2 separate regions of the Gossypium hirsutum genome follow, and region 2 is linked to region 1. Evidence: chromatin contacts called from public Hi-C data. All regions are on one chromosome and are shown on one strand. The core of a region is the stretch at or near the end of the contact, and the rest is flanking DNA. Distances in the headings are between cores, read along the strand shown. Region 1 holds the start of LOC107933949. Region 2 holds the start of LOC107954688 (U-box domain-containing protein 9).

The links. Hi-C and Micro-C count contacts between places; a contact is called where the count stands out from the background.
Region 2: a contact with region 1 is called in a Hi-C map of leaf, with 1.8 times the contacts expected there. The contact joins the promoter of LOC107954688 here to the promoter of LOC107933949 in region 1. A contact is called at or near these places in 3 of 34 Hi-C or Micro-C datasets (leaf and petal).

What each region holds. Positions count from the first base shown.
Region 1 is chrD07:32,339,813-32,342,546 of Gossypium_hirsutum_v2.1, forward strand. LOC107933949 reads right to left here and starts at 1,384. Exons shown (of 1, transcript XM_016866270.2): 1 at 72-1,384. The coding sequence starts at 1,064. The coding sequence ends at 171.
Region 2 is chrD07:32,641,371-32,644,104 of Gossypium_hirsutum_v2.1, forward strand. LOC107954688 (U-box domain-containing protein 9) reads left to right here and starts at 1,341. Exons shown (of 2, transcript XM_016890319.2): 1 at 1,341-1,964; 2 at 2,549-2,734. The coding sequence starts at 1,656.

The sequences.
Region 1 (2,734 bases), core at 134-2,633:
ATTTATTAATTTTTCGTCTCACGATACACACCAAATAATTAAAAAAAGAAAAAGGTTAATTGAGGGTAAAATAAGAAAATAATGTTGATTATAACTAAAGATTACAAATATTCCTCGCATTATTATCTATTCCTGTTTTCGTTTATCGTCGTCTGTCAAAATCAAAATTATTATCTCGTACGGACAAACAAACGGCCGTTCACTGTTACGTCGAACCCAACGTGACGGCACTGCACGATGTTGACGGGATGTACCGCCGAGGGGGTCAATGAGCTGGAGCTCGCCGGGATTTGGTTCGTCGTTCGACGGTACGAACCGAACCATTTGTTTTGCATGTAACGGTTTTTCCTCCATGGAGGGAGGGTTAGTTCTTTGCTCTTCAACGATCTTTTTACCGAATCGCTCATGACCTTGACGATCATTTTCAATTCCTCGTTTCTTCCCACGAAAACCCTAGGCAAATGTTGTAACAGCCTCGAGTACTCGGTCGTCGGCCTGGCGATCTCGAACTCGGAAGCGAAATCGAGATCAATGAGGTACCGGTTTTGGCCCGTGCGTGCTGCGGATTGCACCACGTCTATGAACTCGTAGTTTCCGGCAATTAGGCCTCCAGAGGAGCTCCATTTGGTCTTGCATATCGCCGCATTGTGGCCTACCTCGCGAAGATAAGCCATTACTTTACGCCTGAAAATTGCTTTATCTGTTTTGAAAAAAGAAAGCATCTCCATTGCTCTCAGAACGTGAGCCATAAGCAGATTCCTGTAAGAATCCGTGTTGTTAAGAGAGGTTGACTTGATGATGATCTCAAGCGAATCGGTAAAGTCAAGGTTTGAGTCGACTCGATCTGAGTCAGAGTTGTAACTCGTTTGTTCAGCTGCATCGTGGTCGTCTTCCAGAAAACTGTGAACAAGCTCCGAGAGGCAAGGCGAATCATCATCTTCAACGACAACGGCGGCAGAATGTTCGCTTCCGCTACTGTCGTAACTGACGCCGACGAGACGAGCCTTGACTCGGTCGTCGAGCGGGTCAGTAACTCGTTTAACTCTTTTATCAGAACGAGCCATTAAAGAATTTCTATACGACAAACTCGGGTTTGTGTTTTAAGGGGTATTGGTGTTGACTAGTTTTGATTTAAATAGGAGAGACGGGAAAGAACATAGGGATATGTGAGGGACATAAAAAAGGGAAACCCAGCTTGATTTTTTTTTTTCTGGTAAGAAAGTGAATAAATTATATTTACGGGGGAATTTTAAGTCGAATATTCCAATAAATTGCTGTGTTTGCATCATATCAGATTGTGCCTTTTGATATTCGAGTTTAAATGGATAACCGAGCCTTAATATTAATTCTTTTATATATGAAAAGCAACTTTCATTTGAATTTTTAATTAATACCCTATCAGTTAATTCAGTACTATATATTTTTTATTTTATATTCTTGTGATTGTCTTTCAAATCCAATTATATATGAATCAGTATTATTTTAAATCGCACTAATGTTATTATACATAGTTAATATGTACTTTCCTTTTCAATTTATTTATTAATATTTAGTTGGTATTTAATTTTTTTTATCTAATTAAATATTTAAATTTAGAATCGATTACATTTTAATATCTCTGCCTTAACGTCATTAGAAAATGATAATGTGGCATTGACAACAATCACACGTAATTGATGTTAGCCTCACATTATGATACATGATGAACATAAATAAAAATAATAAAAAATTTAAAAATATATAAATTAATAATAAAAAGTATACATTATTATTGTTTAGATTCATCTAAATTTAACAATTATTTGTCCATATTTATTATATATTTATTATTAGTTTGATATATTTTACTTTCTTTTATAAAATTTCACTTTTATATTATTATTTTGAAATAAAAATATAAAAAATGAATTAATAAAAAGTATTAAAAATTTTCTCATGAACCTAGACAACAATATGTTGAGATTCATTCTAGATGTGTTTTTTTAACAATTTTATTTATTTACTTAAAATATCATGTTTTCATATTATTATTTTCAAATTAAAAAATATGTAAATTTTAATAAAATTGGAAAATATACAAATATTTTAGAAATAAAGTATAAAACTTTGTTTTACATCAAGAAATAATATGGACAAATAGTTGTTCAGAGTACAATGAAGGGCAAATAACCAAAAAAGGCCATTTTTTTTCAAAATTTACCGAAATGGGCCGGTTTTTTAATTATTTACCGAAATGGGCCATTTTCCGCGAAATTGCGTCCACGTCAGCGCGATGTCAGGGTACGCGCAGGAAATCGGGTCCACGTCAGCGTGATTTGTTGACGTGGAAGGAAATCGCGCCCTCTAGGACGCGATTTGCTGACGTGGCATGAACAGTGTGTTTTTAGCTTGGAAAACTTTGAAAGGCCATAACTTTTGGCTCAGTTGTCCGATTGAGACAAAATTTTTTTTGATTTCGAATAACTTTTTGAGATCTACGCGCTGGAAAATTTCTTAGAGATGAATAGGGACTAATTTGTAAAGTATAATTTGTTAGTTACGAGTATAGGGACTAAAGTGTAATTATTTCAAAATTAGCACGAAATTTTTTTATTTAAGAATATTTGAATGTTATGGAAGGATGAAATTTAATTTTAATTGAAAAACGAAGCTTAGATTTGAAAATATGACTATTTAGGTTTTAGGGACTAAATTGAATAAAATGAAAAATTTTAGGGAACTTCTCAAAAGTGGA
Region 2 (2,734 bases), core at 91-2,590, 300 kb after region 1:
ATCATTTTATATTTTTAATTGTCTTTATTTTTTTCATCTTTAAAATTAAAATTTAGGTTTTTCTAGTAAAAAAGGAAAATCTTGAGTTCTTTTTAGGGAAAAACCTAGTTTTTTATTATTATAGAGAATTGAATTACAAAAAAAAAATCCCTTCAAATTTGAATTACTCAATTTCATGTAAAAACCTAAGTAATTTGTTACGAAGTATAATCAAATTAATTTGACGGCTTGAAAAGTAATTGCTTGGAGAATTTGGAAGAACAAAAATCTTTTCATCTTCCAAAACTTCAATTAAACGGCTTATGAAATTGTAAAAGTCTCTCTCAGTTGGGCCCAACAGTTTAACTATTTTCTAAATGGGGTCAAGCCTAACTCACCAAATTCGGAATTTCATTCTCATTATGAAGACAATTAAGTCTATTTATTTTCTGATGGAGCAGTGGCTAAAGCTTCCGGAAATGCTTCCGCAGGTGGGGTGGTTCGTGATCAGGTTGGCAATTGGATTTTGGGCTTCAATCATTATTTGGGCAGATGTTCGCCTTTGGAGCAGAAATTTGGGGTATTCTTGATGGAATTCTCATTTTATTACATAAGGGCTATAAGAAAGTCAGGATTTAGACAGATAACTTTGAGGTGGTTAGGGCCTTGTCCATGGAGGAGTTAGTGGACTCCGGTATTACCTTGCTCAGAAGAGTTAAACGGTTTTTGCGCTCTAAAGGTCAGTGGGAAATTAAATATGTTCCTAGGGAGTGTAATTTAATTACAGATCAATTGACAAAGATTAGTCTCTTTTGGTAGGCTTCCCTTCATATCTTTAAAATACCTCCTGATTTGGTAGTTACGGCTATCCAACAAGACAAAGCTTTTAGAGTCTTTTAGTAGTTGTTAAGTTGTATTTCTGTTTATCATTTTTCACCAAAAAAAAATCAAATTAATTTTAAAAAGTAAATGAGTGATCAAAATAAAAACTTATTAAAGTTAGATACAAAAATGAGTATACAATAATAATAAATTAATGGAGTGACCAAGATAAAAAACTTATTAAAATTGAGGGAATAAAATAAAAATAGTTGTTAACAGAAGTGGCAATTAGAAAATTTTTAATTTTTGATACCGAAAATAAAAATTATAAAAAATTAGCTTTATTTCAGCTCTCCTTGTCTCTCCCATTTCTTTATTTGGCCACAAAAAGAAAATTCTTTTAACTCTCTATATTTCTTTATTTATTATGTCGTTCTTTTGTGTGTATATGGAAAGAAAACAGTGACGTGGTCAAATCTAGGCCTTGGATTGAAAACAATGATCCTTTAAATATGACAGAACGGTAAGATGACCTGAAACTCATTAAGCGGCGTGTTTGGAAAGAAACAAACAGATTTCCCACAATATTAAAAAAAGAAAACAAATAAATAGAGAGAGAGAGAGAGAGAGAAAAAGTAATAAGTGACAAGTTTGAACTTTGTCTTTGCTTGTTCTTCGTCTTCTCTCAGTTCACCCCCAAAATTAAACTGGAAATTAGTTTGGAATTGAGTTAAGAAAACAAATGAAACAGAGTGTTCTCATTGTCTGGTTTTTTCTTTTTGTTAATAATTAACGGCTTTCTGATTTTGGTTTTTTTTTTGGGGTTGGGGGTGGCGGGGCTGGGGGAGAATCAGATGGCGAAAACGGGGTTGTTGAGTTCTGATCCAACGGTTAGAGCGAGAGCGGTGGAATTGAAGAAAGAATTGCAGAGGCTGGTTAAGACTATCGTCGACGATGAGGATTACACCATCCACACCGTTGATCAAGCTAAAGATGCTCTTTGCGCTTTGAGAGAACTTAAGTTCAATAAAAGATCGACGGTGCCCACCACCACTACGACCTCGTCCCTGAAGTTACACGAAGCGCTGTCCTGTCCTGAGGAGTTTAAATGTCCTCTTTCTAAAGAGCTTATGAGAGATCCTGTCATTTTAGCTTCTGGCCAGGTACACACCTTTGTTCTTGTTGTTGTTGTTATTTTTTTTTAAATATTTATGAAAATTTTGAATTGTTATTGAAGATCGAAAGGAACACAAATTGAGATAATTTAGGTGAGATTTATTTTATTTATTTTATAATTGTATATTTGTTTTGTCCTCAGATTATATCATTTAAAGTGAATTTCCTTTTCTGCATTTCTGTTTTAGTAAGAAAATTATCATCATTTAAGAGTGATTTTGATGTAATTAGTTGAGACTAAAGATTACAAAGTACAGTGTGAGTATTTATTCTAGTCTCTCAGCTATTTAAAGATTACAATTCTTTGATGCGATATGATTTGGTTTGTTTTTCTTTGTATATTAATAGCATTATGGGTGTTAGAGAATCGAATTATTTGGGAAAGGAAATGGATGAATCGCAAAATCCTTCTAAGATGATTGTTTTTACTAGTTTTTTTATTTTAATTTGATGTCCATGGAGTCGAGTTCCTGCCTTTGGATCTATTGTTGTAGTTTGCATTAAGCTTTGATGAATTCTGTCTGTTTTGTCTGTCTTGATACCTGATTTGGTTTCATTTTCTGATGTGCAGACATACGACAGACCCTTTATACAGAAATGGCTGAATGCGGGGAATAGGACTTGCCCTCAGACCGAACAGGTTCTTTCACACACGATTCTAACTCCGAATAATCTAATCAGGGATATGATATCGCAGTGGAGCAAGAGTCAGGGAATAGAATTGCCGAACCCTGTTATGGATGGGAAAGAGGAGGGG